5 separate regions of the Mus musculus genome follow, and all the other regions are linked to region 2. The links are chromatin contacts, called in public HiChIP or PLAC-seq and promoter capture Hi-C maps. All regions are on one chromosome and are shown on one strand. Each heading gives the region's core, a stretch centred on a gene start, on an enhancer-like site or on the middle of the called end of the contact. The rest is flanking DNA. Distances are from core to core; before and after follow the strand shown.

What was found. Promoter capture Hi-C pulls out the DNA fragments that hold promoters and counts their contacts. HiChIP or PLAC-seq counts read pairs in DNA pulled down with a chosen protein or histone mark. Capture Hi-C pulls out chosen DNA fragments and counts their contacts.
Region 1: an H3K4me3 HiChIP or PLAC-seq map of bone marrow-derived macrophages shows a contact between it and region 2, with 4 times the contacts expected there. The contact joins the enhancer-like site here to the promoter of Vps13b in region 2. A contact is called at or near these places in 1 of 15 datasets of contacts at CTCF or cohesin (the NIH/3T3 cell line) and 7 of 115 datasets of contacts at active chromatin or transcription factors (the NIH/3T3 cell line, T-cell acute lymphoblastic leukemia, bone marrow-derived macrophages and 3 more).
Region 3: a contact with region 2 is called in an H3K27ac HiChIP or PLAC-seq map of embryonic stem cells, with 5 times the contacts expected there. The contact joins the promoter of Kcns2 here to the promoter of Vps13b in region 2. A contact is called at or near these places in 1 of 39 promoter capture datasets (embryonic stem cells), 3 of 115 datasets of contacts at active chromatin or transcription factors (the NIH/3T3 cell line, T-cell acute lymphoblastic leukemia and embryonic stem cells) and 2 of 9 other capture datasets (adipose tissue and embryonic stem cells).
Region 4: a contact with region 2 is called in a promoter capture Hi-C map of embryonic stem cells, with 2.8 times the contacts expected there. The contact joins the promoter of Nipal2 here to the promoter of Vps13b in region 2. A contact is called at or near these places in 3 of 39 promoter capture datasets (cranial neural crest, embryonic stem cells and hippocampal neurons), 1 of 15 datasets of contacts at CTCF or cohesin (the NIH/3T3 cell line) and 2 of 115 datasets of contacts at active chromatin or transcription factors (the NIH/3T3 cell line and large pre-B cells).
Region 5: a contact with region 2 is called in a promoter capture Hi-C map of liver, with 4 times the contacts expected there. The contact joins the promoter of Rnf19a here to the promoter of Vps13b in region 2. A contact is called at or near these places in 3 of 39 promoter capture datasets (liver, neutrophils and pre-B cells), 6 of 115 datasets of contacts at active chromatin or transcription factors (the 230-238 cell line, bone marrow-derived macrophages, large pre-B cells and 3 more) and 2 of 9 other capture datasets (adipose tissue and liver).

What each region holds. Positions count from the first base shown.
Region 1 is chr15:34,578,676-34,581,375 of GRCm38.p6, reverse strand. It overlaps Nipal2 (NIPA-like domain containing 2), which reads left to right. Exons shown (of 11, transcript NM_145469.5): 9 at 2,605-2,668. Among named protein-coding and RNA genes, the nearest start is that of Gm22208, 48 kb to the right of the region's middle. Within about 2 kb of position 1,280, at least 4 of the 459 cell types and tissues checked have an H3K27ac peak or open chromatin away from gene starts, as enhancers often do. A contact at or near this core is called in bone marrow-derived macrophages, where this site is marked.
Region 2 is chr15:35,369,704-35,372,468 of GRCm38.p6, reverse strand. It overlaps Vps13b (vacuolar protein sorting 13B), which reads right to left and starts at 1,351. Exons shown (of 62, transcript NM_177151.4): 1 at 692-1,351; 2 at 362-536. The coding sequence starts at 508. It overlaps LOC115488525 (a long non-coding RNA gene), which reads left to right. Exons shown (of 2, transcript XR_003951638.1): 2 at 309-2,241.
Region 3 is chr15:34,836,041-34,838,740 of GRCm38.p6, reverse strand. Kcns2 (K+ voltage-gated channel, subfamily S, 2) reads right to left here and starts at 1,386. Exons shown (of 2, transcript NM_181317.4): 1 at 889-1,386; 2 at 1-291. The coding sequence starts at 248. It overlaps Gm32970 (a long non-coding RNA gene), which reads left to right and starts at 66. Exons shown (of 7, transcript XR_383919.3): 1 at 66-402.
Region 4 is chr15:34,677,338-34,680,037 of GRCm38.p6, reverse strand. It overlaps Nipal2 (NIPA-like domain containing 2), which reads left to right and starts at 1,332. Exons shown (of 11, transcript NM_145469.5): 1 at 1,332-1,479. The coding sequence starts at 1,345. It overlaps 4930413F20Rik (RIKEN cDNA 4930413F20 gene), which reads right to left. Exons shown (of 4, transcript NR_045883.2): 3 at 1,837-1,995; 4 at 834-1,460.
Region 5 is chr15:36,281,853-36,284,552 of GRCm38.p6, reverse strand. Rnf19a (ring finger protein 19A) reads left to right here and starts at 1,406. Exons shown (of 10, transcript NM_013923.2): 1 at 1,406-1,641.

The DNA.
Region 1 (2,700 bases), core at 31-2,530, 790 kb after region 2:
AAAAAGTTCCTTCTCTGCTTCTACAAGTCAACAGCAAAACCACAAGTGACCTGTTTTTAAACTGGGCAACGAACCTAAGTGGTTCTGCAAAGAAAATATATGTTTGCCAACAAGCAAATGAAAATGTTCATCAGAAATCATCAAGTAAATAAAATGAGATGCCTCTTCACAGCCTTTAGGGTAATGTCTATTTGGGGCTTGGTTTTTGTTTTTTTGTTTTTTTGTTTTTTGGGTTTTGTTTTGTTTTGTTTTGTTTTTTTGGTCTTTGTTTGGAGGACAGTGTCTTTCTATGTCATCGTGGCTGGCCTAGAAATCACTTTGTAGACCAGGCTGGCCTCAAACTGACAGAGATGTGCCTCTGCCTCTCTGCCTCTCTGCCTCTCTCTCTGCCTCTGCCTCTGCCTCCTGAGTAATAGGATTAATAGAATATGCCACCATGCCCAACCAAAGATTTATTTGTTGATGTGTTTGTCTGCATATACATCTATATACTCCAGAAGAAGGAATCAGATCCAATGATACTACAGTTATAGGCAGTTGTAAGCAGCCATCTGGGTACCTGGAATTGAACTCAGGGCCTCTAGAAGAGCAGCTAATGTTCTTAACTGCAGAACAATCTCTCCAATCCTAGGGTGACCAGTATTACAAAAAAAAAAAAAAATCAAGTATCAACAAGGATATAAAACATTAGTCCTGTACCAATGGTATAAGTGAAAATATAAAATGATACATAATATGCAGTTACTCAAAATTTTTTTAAATTATTGTACAGTCCAGCAATTCTACCCCTGTGTGTGTACCCCAAAAATGAACAAAAAATTGTAGCATTGACCATAATAGTAGCCAAAAAGGAAAAACAATCCCAGGATCCATTGACAGAGGAGTGGACAGAAAATGTGTGATGAGTACATATGATAGAATACTATTCACCCCTGAAAAGGAAAAAAGATTCTGCCACTGGCCCCAGTGTTGATGAAGCAGAAGGACATTATTAAGAGAATCAAGCCAATCACAGAAAGAAAAATAGTGAGCTCATCTACTTGAGTCAAATTCATAGAAACAGAAAGAAAAACATGGAAAGGAAGAGTTGAGATGTTTGATCAGAATTTAGCTTCAAGCTTTCAAAATGAAAGAGTCATCAGATAGGATGGTACATGTTACAATATGTATATTCTAATGTGTTTTAAAATAAAAATAGAAAGTCTCTGCTCTCTAAAACAGAAGTTCCACTTCCTGAAACCCATTCTGATGACACAAAAGTTTCCTAACACTGGGGGAGCTATGCACTGAAAAGCGCAGTACTGCTTGACTAAAGAGCAGAGATACAGCTTACAAGCCCTTAGAGGAATTAACATTAGGGTGCATTGACCTAGATTAACAAAAACGTTAACATGACTACAGAGAGGTCCATTACAATACAGGGAGTGCTTGAGAAATACTCATCCATGTGAAACTCTCCAGCAGAATGGGTGTGGTGGCTCATTCTGTAAGTGGAGAGGTCAGGCTGAGACTGGCCAGCCTCTCCTAAGAGCAGGGCTCACCCTGCTCACCATGATGTCCCCAGCATGGACAGCAGCACCTCATAAAGAACAGCAAGTTTTCTCTGCTCAACTAGCAGAACTAGCAGCCCCACCTGCACGCATACAGCTGGTTTACATTATCCATGATTTAAAGATTTTCTACTTAGTAAAAGCTCTGCGCAGTGTTTGGGACTTTAAATGAAGGAATCATTGGGACTCAGAGAGAGAGAAGAGAAGCTCATCAAAACCTCTGACAGATGCGTTTCTTCCTGTGGCCTACAGGAGAAAAGCAGAGGAAGGAAATAGCTCCATGGAGAAAAATGGAGCTAGGGCAACACCAAGTTGACAGAGATTTTTCTAGTGCCCATTTGTGCATCTGGCCAGACTCTCCGAACACAGGGCACAGTCAAAGGAATAGCAGAGCTTCAGCAGGCAGCCTGGGGTAGAGCCGCCATGTCAGTGGCCTCATGATCCACTCAGACTCTCAGGGTAGGTTTACTAACTCCTGATAGGAAATGATCACTGGAGGTTTGTTTTCTTGCAAGTTCCACAGAGAAACTCTGGACTGGAAAAGGCATTTCTGTTTACAGTTCTGGGAATACAGCTTAGGCAGTAAAGTGCTTCCCATGCGAGCTGTGGCTGTGATCTCAGAGCTCACTAGCTAGCCAGCCCAGCCAAATGAGAGACCTCATCCCTAAAACCAAGGTGGTGGACAGCTCATGAGAAAAGATCCTGAGTTTATGCTCTGGCCTCTACACACACAGAGATGCATGTGCACGCATATGCCTATGCATGCACACACAAATACATGCATATATAAGCAAAAATGAAATTTCTCCTTACAAAAATACATAGGTTGTATAACATTGATAATTATATTAAACCTAAAAGCCCATGTAACTTAACTTTTGAGTACTTTAAAATGTAAAAATAGCGCACAGAGTCTTTAGATTAAAATACTGAATGTGCATTTTAGGGGAAAGCACATATAGAAAAAAAGTATTGACAATTTTTTTTAAAATAATGTGTTGCTATTATAAATTCTCTTGCCCCAAAACTAACTTTGACCTCTGATCTTCTATAGGCATCATATTTTACCAGGAATTCCTTGGTGCTGCTTTTCTCACTGTATTTATATATCTTTTTGGGTGAGTACATGTCTCAGAGGTATGGAAAGTTC
Region 2 (2,765 bases), core at 102-2,601:
CGTGCTCTTGCTGTTTTTCACACTCGCCCACTGACCCAAAAGAAGAACAAGCATGTAATGTTTCCCCGTTTCATATGACATTGTAAGAGTGTGCATATTTGGCAGTGCTTGAGAACTGAGTAAACAAGCTGAAATTTCTATCGGCTGAAAAAATGTTGGGGAATCCTAACAGAATAAGCCCTTACGAGGCAAAAAGCCTTGTATTTGTTTGTTTGTTTGTTTGTTTGTTTTCTATAAAATGAAGTCTCTAACTACACAGTAGGCAAAACACGCTAACAGGAAATTTATTATCATTCAAAACATACTAGACAGGCTATGTCTATCAAGACGAAGATGTTCCGATGGCAGCTGTACTGCTTACCTGTTCCAGAACGTCCAACTTTAACTCGAGTTTGCTGAGAACCACGTCCCCACCCCATAGTGAAAGCTGGAGATCTGAAGGTTTTAAGTTCTTGATATAGCGATTCACATAACTCATTAAAATTGGAGTTACGTACGACTCCAGCATCTTCAAATTTAAGCGTCGAAGTCAGATCCTGAAAAGGGTAAAGACGGAAATTTTGTAAGTAACTGAATCGACAGGCAGCAACTGGAAATGCACTTCTCAGGAAGCTTGGCAAGGCCGCTCTCCCGGATCGCCCGCCCGCCCTCCGGGTCCGGGCGCGAGCTCCCCGCTAACTGAGCGCCTCACCTGACGAGGAGTAGGCAGAGAGGCTGGAGGCGGCCGGCCCCCGGGCGTGGGAGGACAGCACGTCCTGCTTCACTCCTACCCTAGCGCAGCCCAGCCAGAGGCGGTCGACTCCCGGAACGCAGGCGGATCTCCGGCCATAGGACCGAGCTGGCGTCAGGCCCGCTGCTGCCGCCGCCGCCGCACCCGCTCCAAGGTAAACACGCCACAGAGCGGCGGCGTGCGCTCTTCCTCCGGGTACCTGGCGTCCGCCGCGGAAACGCCTCACGCGTTCCGCGCCACTTCCGGGTGTGCGGGCTTCGCCGTCCGTCAGGTTTCCGCGGTGGGGACAAGGACCCCGCGCGTCTGCCTGCCTGGGACGACTCCGGCTTGGCTAGGCCGGGATCCCCGCTGCCACCGCTCTGGGTTAGGAATTAACTCTACGAAGAGCTCGGTGCGGGATGCGGACCGGTAAAGTGGAAGCACCGGCGATCCGGAAGTGGCGCTGCAGGGACACGGCGATGGCCGGGACGTGACCCAATACTGCCCAAGAGGCTTAGTAGTCGGAGGCGGCAGGAACGCAGGGTGCCGTGGAGGCGGGAGAAGTAGCCTTCGTTCTTCAAGCCCAGAAAATTGAGAAACGGTTGTTTTCCGTGGCTACTGGAAGAACTGGAAAGAGGAACTGGGATTCGGTAGGGTGGAGGTCAAAGACAGGTGGGAGGAGCTAAGAAAGGCGGAAGATTTAAATTTACTGCTGAAGTTTTTTTGCAAGGCCGGGAAAGTGGACGTGGGTACACAGTTGAGATCAGGGGTGAACAGCTTAAAAGAGTGAGCTTAAACCATACTGTACATAATCTCGTTCTCAAAGCAGAGGTGAAATAGCCCCTAGTTAGTGTGCATAGGGTGCATGGAATGGAGAGGACTGGCCTACCGTCTAATATGGAGGTCCCCAAAAAGCTGAGAGAATGTGAAAATAAGAGTCCTGAGCCAAAAGTGAAATAAGTGGTAAGGACAGTGTGGATTATGTTACGATGAAATAGATGTATAGATGTTAGTAGTGGTAACTTGTGGGCTAACAGCAATAACTCAAACATCTACCTTAGAAGATAATAGACTGAGTGGATAGAAATAGCATGGGATATGCTGCCTTTTTTTTTTTTTTAAACCAGCCTCTCTTAATTTTAGGTAACTTTTGAAGAAAACATAGTGTCTTGAAAATAGTTTTCCTTTATAGGTTATTCAATGCCCACTCATAAAACTTTTGAAATTAAAAAAAAATACTATTTCTTGAGAGAATTGGAGATTGCTATAGAAAATGGTATTCGTGAGACTGCCAAAGTTCATTTTAATAGTGAAAATAATGAATTAGATTTCGCAGGCAGAAAAAACAGCAAGCAATTGCTAATTCACAGCAGCTGCTTCCTCAAAAGCCTTAATAAATGACCATGTAATGTGAATGTTATGAAAGCCTAATTAGCAAAATAAACATTTTTCTTGTTACCCAAAATACTTGAACAGCAACTAGGTTGAATCCATGGCTGAGAAGTTTTAATATTAAAATTCCCATAAATCTATACATGTGTGACAATCTAATAAAACACTATCAGGATGTTACTCAGATGCTTAAAATAATATATAGAGTGCTAAACATGAAGTTTTTCTTTTATATCCAGAAAAAAGGTGCCAAATCCCTAGCCTAAAAACATTATCTGGATACAATTTGTTTGTTTACTAAAAGTTAATCATTTTCAACCCATGAGTGTTGTTCTATAATCAAAGTAAGTTTAATTCATTTGTATTATTATTGTTTGTCAAATGAGTAGGCTTCTCCAAAGATCCTCTGTTCTCACATCTTTTTTAAGATTTATTTATTTATTATATGTAAGTACACTGTAGCTATCTTCAGACACCCCTGAAGAGGGCAGCAGGTCTCATTATGGATGGTTGTGAGCCACCATGTGGTTGCTGGGATTTGAACTCAGGACCTTCAGAAGAGCAGTCAATGCTCTTAACCACTGAGCCATCTCTCCAAACCTCTCACATCTTTTCTAAGGCAATATACATAAACACAATATATTTTTGAAGTCTCTTCTGAAAG
Region 3 (2,700 bases), core at 137-2,636, 530 kb after region 2:
TGCAACACATAGGGGAAGAGCTCGGGGTTACGGTCGAAGTAGAACTCACGCTGAACGTCATCGTAGTCATCGCAGAGTTCCAGAATGGCCTCTCGCGAGTGGCAGAGGAGCAGACGGCCCAGGCGTGTCTCAGGGAAGCGCAGCAGCGTATGGGAACGCAGCCGTCTCTTGAAGCCACCCACATTGATGCGGATCTCTCCATCCTCGACGTCGGTATCGGACACATCCCACAGGCTCTGGCGGGTCATGCTGGAGATGCCCAGGCGCCCGCGCCGCGCGGGGGCGCTACACCTGAAAGCAGAGGGAACAGCATCTATGTGAGCGCCGGCACTCCCCACCCCAAGTCTTTCTCTTGTTTTCTCTTCACCCTCATCTGACTGGCCTCTCCAGCAGGGTCTCTAGGTGAGGTCCAGCACTGGGGTGCAGGAATGGGTCTATGGGAGTTGACTCCCTTCCCAAGGCAAGACAAGGGTGTATGTTTCCACGAGTACACCCGGGCCTCCACCTCCTCCAGGGAGTGGCGCCTGTCGGCTCTGAAAGCCCAAGGGGGCTGTGTGCTGACCTTGCCTGTGAGCAGACCAAGGAGACGCCCCCGCCCTCTCGCCGCAGACAGGCGGGACCCAAGCTGAGATGCGCACTGGCAGGGCTGGGCCAAGAAGGGGGCGCGGAGATTTGGGAGGAGGCAAGGAAATTCACCGCTCTAATCTGTAAATCTGGGCCGAGGGCTAAAAGGGTCAACTCAGCGTCCCAGATCTCCAGCCTTCAAGGACCGATTCCATTCCCAGCCCCCTTCCTACCACCACCCCCGCGCCCTTCTGGCGCCGTGCTCCCCGGCCGCGTGCGCTGCGCCTTCCCGGAGCTCGCCTTGCGCGTTCTAAAAGCGCTTACCTGGGTGCACGGGAGCCCGCGGCAGAGGCCGGCGGGAAACTTCCCCGACCTGCTGGCAAGCATCACCGCGGTGGACGCCGTTGGCTGGCTGCGCGAGTGCGCGCGGGTGCGAGGATGTAGATGTGAGTGCTTGTCTGTGTGCCCCGCCACCGGGCAGGCGGGGTCCACCGTGCGCCTCCTTCAGTCTCCGGCCGCACACACCACCGCCCACATCCGCGAGAGGCTCACAGGTGGCTGCGTGGCCCCGACGCTCGTGGAGCCCCCCTCTTCCGATCTGCGCGCCCCTCACCCACCACGAGAGGCAGGAGCCCACGCCGCAGGCGCCCGTGGAGCGGGGGCGGGAACCGAGCCGGTGCGCCTTGCAGAGGGCCTTGAGCCTGGTGCTGCGCGGTGGTGCTGAACGGACAGCTCCGAGCGCGCCAGCCCGGGGCACAGTCGCCGCCCAGACTCTTGAGACGTTCCGGAGCATCATTCTGTTCTTCGGGCGCCCCCCAGCTTTGCACGGAGCTGACACCTTTTCCCCCTCCCTCGGCATCCTCCAGGGACAGCTGTTATTGTCAGCACCCCCAGGGCTCAGACAGAGGGTTGCCTACAGTGACTTTCCTCCCTCGCCGGGTCTGTAGGAAACAGACTGGAGAATGAAGGATGGCTTTTATGTATAGGGCGGATAGGGCAGCAACGGAATGATCTACCGGCTTCGGCTTCCTCTTTTAGAAACCTGAAGAAAAGTTTCCTATACCTGGAAATGGGGTTATCGGAAAATGGGAGCTGTCAGAGAAGACTGAGGTTGAGCTGTGGCAGGGATATGGGTGGGGCAGGAGCTTGGGTGTGTGCACAGGTCCTGTTGGCATGGGGAGGAGTAATGGAGTTCTGTTTGAGAACTCTGCATGATACCGTGTATGTACAAGCCAGTGTGAGCTTCAGAGGAGTACTTGGAGTTCTGTGCGTGTGTGCAATCTGAGGAGTAGGACTACCCAAAATCTGTGTAAAGTATTGACAAATATGTCTTCTGATGGATGCGAAGATGCATACAGTGTGCCATGTATGAGGATCTGGACATGCATTAGTGTGGTATGTGCATACAGTGTGAGAAACTGTGTGCTGTATAAACACTGACTTCAGCACAGAATTCCCAATCATAAGACATAGGGCCCTCATATTGGCCAAGCCAAGAAATAGACCCTTATTCCTTGGTATCCCCCTGGTCTCTGAGCAAATACATGGTCCTCATTTTCAGACTGTGGCATGCATTGTTAGCAGAGAGCTGGTGTCCTCATGTCTTGGTCAGAAGTAATAGGACAGTTCTTATAAGGTGGCTCCAGACTCAGGAAAAACAGTGCAACCACGAGAAACACATTCTTCATATGTGGCTCTAAGGGTGCCACCTGAATTGAGAGGTGTTCTGGCTCTAGATTGTTTGATGGGTTGGAGCTGAACTCCGGTCAGAGCATTTGTCTGGTATGTACAAGGCCCTAGGTATTGATCCCCAGAACTATGCAAACAGTGCAAAAGACTAGCCTGCTTTAAGCTCCCTCAGAGGGTCTGAAAAGAATCCTTGATCTAGTTTTGTGTTGGATCAGTGGATCCAAGTATGAGTCTTTGTATCAGCCACTCACCTTTGAGCATATATGATGTGTGCATTGGTTACATGTGTCCTCACTAAAAGGACGCTACACCCATGTCTCTGAAGCTTCTGTGAGTGTGGGTCTTCCTGCAAAAGCAGTTCCATATGGGAAGAAGAATAATGTGGTGTGGTTCATGTGAGCTTCCGTTCTTTGATGTTTGATGCTAGTAGTGGCAACAGTGGTGGTG
Region 4 (2,700 bases), core at 83-2,582, 690 kb after region 2:
GTTGTGGAGGTTGGCGATTCTTGGACAACCATTTTCCATTAAAGAGTATGCGGATCCCAGGCATGGCAGAGCTGAGGGATGGGAGTGTCCTAGAATCACATAGCAGGCATGTGTTTCAGGGGTATGGTGCTTGCTTAACATCTAAAGGCAATGGGTTCGATTTATAGCACCATATACTTATGAAATTAATGAAATTTATATAGCGAATTGATTTTTCTTTGGGGTATTTAATTGAAATAAATTCGTTTCTTTAAATTGAACATAGTTAGCTACAATTATTAATTGTTGACTTAACATTTTGTTTACTCAAGCAAGAACCAACACAACTGTCAGGACGACTTGCCTTTTTTTTTTTTTTTTTTTTTTTTTTTTTTTTTTTGCGTCTGAAATGACTTACACTCTCTTCTCTGCTTTACATATTTCCCCTAAGAAATCATCACAGCTTTCTCCCAGGTCCCTTTTTCCCTCTCTCTCTTCCTCTCTCCCTTCTTCCCTCCCTCCTTCTATCCCCCCTCTCCTCCTCCTCCTTTCTCCCTCCTCTCCTCTCTTCTCCTTCCCTCCCCTCTCCTCTCTTCCTGTCTTGTTTCCTCTCTCCCCTATCTTTAAAGTGCATAGCTTAAAGAGTCTCAGTGTCTTGAAAACAAATTCCCAGTGTAGACACTTCATGTAATAACACAAAAATCACAGAATGTTCAAAGTGACAGACAAGACAAAGATCATTTGTAGTGTAACCGAGTTTAAAACCGGTCAGACTAGAATATCCAGTATGCGTACTTAAGGTTGTTCTTAGCATTTCTGACTCAACTTAAATCACCATATGGGGCAGCTGACAACGTTTCAGCAATTCTTTATGAACTTATCTGACAGCCTATCCAGCTGCCATAGGATATCTCTTCTCTATTCTTCGAATAGTTCCTAATGGTCACTCTGTGGCTGGGCTCTTCATTCACAATGTGCCCAATATTGGGGAGAGGGAGATTATGGCTTTTTCTTTTTTCCATATGTGGAACATTTTAAACCTTTTACACGCGCGAACTGGAACTGCCAAGGGTGCCGGTCACTCTTTAGATTAATGGATAGCTCCTTTTCTCCCTGCACTTGGACAAACATTTGCTTTGTGCACAGTAGATCCCAGAGGCAAAAGAGATGATGTCATTCCTGCGCTGACAGGTGTAGGCACCGGGGCCCAGAAGGGAGCGGCGGCAACTGGGCCGAGCCCGGACCTCACCTGCGTGCCGCAGGAGCCAGGTGCCGGCGCCGGGTCGCCGGGCAGGAAGTGGCTGCGGCTGCGGGAGGACGGACGGGAGGGCCGCGCCCGAGTCCCAGCGCGTGGATTCAGTCCTCATGGCGGCTCCGGCGCGCACAGCCCCCGAGGACGACGCCTCGGCCGTCCTAGACGAGCTGTCTCGGAACTTCACATACTGGGCACCAGGCCCGGGCAACGGCTCGCTGTCGAGCGCCTGGTATCGCAGAAACCAGGTAAGGCCGCCCGCGCACCACAGCGCGCCGCCTGCCAGCTCCACGCAGGCCCCGCGGAGGCGCCAGGCCTCGGTGCCTTCCTGCCAGCTCTCCGCGCTCGCGACTGGGCGAGTGGGTAGAGCTGACACGTGACGCTGACACTTGGCTACCCATCCCCTCCGCCCCCTTCCCCCCTCCCGGCCTCGGCGGAGCAGCAGACCCCCAGGCTGCTCCCTGGTCTCACTCTTGGGCCTTTGGGTCCCCAAGGACCTCGCCTCCCCCAGCTTTCTTCCCCTCCTGCAAGGCGGTGGAGGTGGATTTCCACTTATTTTTCAGGCCAGTTTCCTTTCACAGTTAAAAAATAAAAAATGGTGCTACCCTTCTCAGAAGCAGAAACTCATTAAGGGGCTCCCAATGTCAATTCTGTGCAGAGTTGTGTCTCCAAGGTCCCAGCAATCTCAGCATCAACCTTCCCAGATACTCTCAGCTGCAGTACTTCATTGCTCGCTGCTGTCAGCCAAACACCACGGGTTTATGCTGGCAATATAAATTTAAGAGCATCAAAGAGGATCGGAGGTGTCCCCTACCCCCTCTGCTGGCCCTAAGATCAGGCAGAGAAGCAAAGCTCTCCCTAGCATTTATATTCCTCTAAGTGGGGCAAGTGATTGATCTTTCAGGCTTGCGTTAGTTTTCCTAAGCCTGTTACTTTGTTCTTGTGCATGAACAAAGCCACAGATCTTTTTTCCTTTGCAAGAATAAGGCCATAAATTTTTGTTACTGTTGTCCTCAGTGGGATATTTAACCACTAATCAAAGAGATCCTTTTTATGCTTGAAAAGTATCCTAAATGTTTGTTTCTGAACTTGGAGGTGATTTGTATAACGAATAAATAAGCTTAGATCATCTTTTTAATGTTCAACACAGGAAAGATTATGGCTTTAAAACTGTTATGTCACAAAAGATAACAAAATGGGGCAGGGGCATTGCTCAGACACTGACTGACTCTCCTTGCTTCCACTGTGGAACTACAAAGAAGAGACTTTCCTTAGTGTATGTTATGCTTGTAGTAGACACATTTCCAATATAAGTTTAAGAATGAATGGTCTGCTCTTGGTAAAATATTAGAGAGTTAGTAGATGTGACCCACCCAGGCATCATCCAAACCAGGAAACCATTGTTTTCACTAGAGAACTTATGTAGTCATTAGTTTTCTTAAACATTTCCTGGAATTCTTGATTGTCTT
Region 5 (2,700 bases), core at 157-2,656, 910 kb before region 2:
TAGACCCCAGGACCAACAGCCCAGGGATGAAACTATTCACAGTGGGCTGTCTCTCCATCAATCACTAATTAAAATGTCCTACGGCTTCCTACAGCCCAGTCTCATGGAGGTGTTTTCTTCATTGACGATCCCTTCTCTCAAACGACTTTAGCTTGTCTCATGTTAAGATAAAACTATCTAATACAAGATGCCTCCATAGATTCAAGTGGAGATGTCCTTCAGGTATATCTCTCTCAGGATATGCATATTGGACTAGTAAGTAACAGCAGACCCTTCCAATTTCTAGGAAGACAGAAATTTAATTTCTCAGAACTATGATGACTATAGAGAGTACAGGACCACTGTTATTCTGCACAATTCTTTACTCAAAACCCTTACCAGTCATTACTCCATTTGTACTGCAAAGCTACTCTTGCACTATCCGTAGGCTTAAAGTGTCCTGTAGATTATTGGGCATCGAATGCAGCCTTTTGATAGCATTTTAAGGTATACACATAATGGCTCTCAACTTCCAATAAATGGAAATCATATCCATACTTACTCCCTTTAAGATGTATGGTCAAAGACATTTAGCCCTAGATCGCCTAGCCTGTTTCTAACTGGGAAAAATTTACTGTGTTACCAAAGAGGCCAAGTGGGGTTTGAAAAAATATGGCTCCTTGGTGAGTTTCTAGTTTAGACACACTGAAATAAGGATCGAGTGATATATTTAGATTAAGTAACAGATGGTGGATGGACATTTTGGCATCCATCACATCCATTTCTCAGGATTCTAAGGAAATGATCTAAGTCCCCAAGAGAAATAAACGGAGAGGATGGGATCAGGACAGGAAAGGGATCTGTTTATTTAACTAACTCTATACCAAGTCTTATGTAGGTGAAAAATTCAAAGGGTGTCCGACTGGATCAAAAGCTGGAGGGGAATGGAAGACACAGGCTGGGCCAAAGTAACTCCTACTGTATCAGACATTGATAAGACCTGAGATATTTCTTTGGGGACGACTCGGCTCTGCTCTCCCGAGGGTTGCCAATCAAGCAGGTGAACAAAGGATTGAAAAGCTAAGTCAGGGTCCTGTCGCTCAGGAAGCGCTCCACTTGGAACGCGGCTCCCGCCGTCCCTTCCTATCACCTCACGGAGACGGGGTCGGGGTTACAAGAAGGGCGTCTCCCGCCCCACTGCCCGGCGCGTTCCGAGTAAGTCGCCGCCCGCGGGAGGGCCGGCGGCGAGAGCGCGCAGTGCGAGGCGAACGTGCTGGAGCCAAGGAACCACCGCGTCCCAGAGATAACCGCGGCTGGTCGACGTGGGGCGGGGCGGGGCTTGACGCCAAGACGCAAGGCGCGCTGGGCGGGGCTATGCCGGGTGGGGCAGGAGGGAGTGGAGGGGGCGGGGCCTGGGGGCGAGGGCGGGGGAGAATGGCAGTTGCTGTGTTGGTTCCCGGCTGCGACGGTCCGACTGGAGTCACAGAGGGGAGTTCGGGAAAGCGGCCGCCCGCAACCGTTCCACCGGCAGCTCTCGCCCTAGCTGAGAAGGTTCCGCGGCGGTGCTGAAAAGTCGTCCTCCGTTCTGCCTCCGCTTTCTGCCTCCGCGGGATGGGCCTGCTCGCCAGCCGCCCCGCGCCGCCGCCGCCCTGAGGAGCTGAGGTACGGCAGGCGCCGGAGCCGCGGGAGCCGGGCGGCTCCCCTACGGATGGGGATTCAAGGCGCCGCTCAGGCCTCGGTCTGGGGCCGGGAGACCGTTGCGGCCGTCTCCGGGGTGCGGGCCGGGGCGTGGGGGGCCGGGCCTGTGGCCCCGTCGGTGTTGTGACTGTCCACGGCGCTGCCCCGAGCGTTCCGGGGCGGCGGAGCGGACGAGACCCGAGGGCGGCCGCCGTGGGGAGGCGGCGGGGGCGGAGCGCATTCCTGACGGGTGAAATCGCCTCTAACGGGACGCTTTCCGGGCCTCGCCGCACACTGGGCGCCGCGGACTTCGCCCCCGAAGCCTGCCGCCTGGGGCCCGGGAGGGCGGCGGGGAGATGACCGCCTCCTTCGGGAGCGGAGATCGCGCACACAAGCAGGCACCGGCGCGGAAAGCCGTATAGCCTGGGGATGAACGGGGGTCTTCCGGACTCCACGTCTGGGGTTTTCCCTGCCCTCACCCCGAGTGAGGCCACCACTTTGAATTGCCAGTTTTTCCTTCGGTCTGGGATTCCGCTCTACTGTCGCTCTCTTCTCTTTTTCCATTTCCACTAATGGGAAGAAGTGGTTTAGGTTCGTTAATCCTGAGACAAGGGCAGCAAATAAAAGAGGGAAGAGAATGGTGAAGGCTATATATGGGAAAAAGAAAGGTTTAATTTTTGCTTGTTGGCGCCCTTGGAGATAGAAATACACGACTGGTGCTTTACTTTGTGTAGGGTTGAGAATGTCGCAAAATGTTGGTAATGATAGGACGGCCTTTAAATGCAGCTGCAATTTTCAAACCTAGGGTTGGCTATAAAGGCTGGTGTAAAATGATAGCAAACGGGAGGTATGAAAGCGGGCCTTTCCGTGGTTGGTGCCTTCAAAATATTTTGATCTTCCTCATTCTACTTTGTGTATGTTTGTGTATACGCACGCGTACCTGGCAGTCTTTGATTATTTAATATTTTAACCAGAATTTCTTGACCCTTTTCATTGTATGTAGTGTGACGAGATACTTGTCTTTTTTTCCCTTTCCGGTTTTGC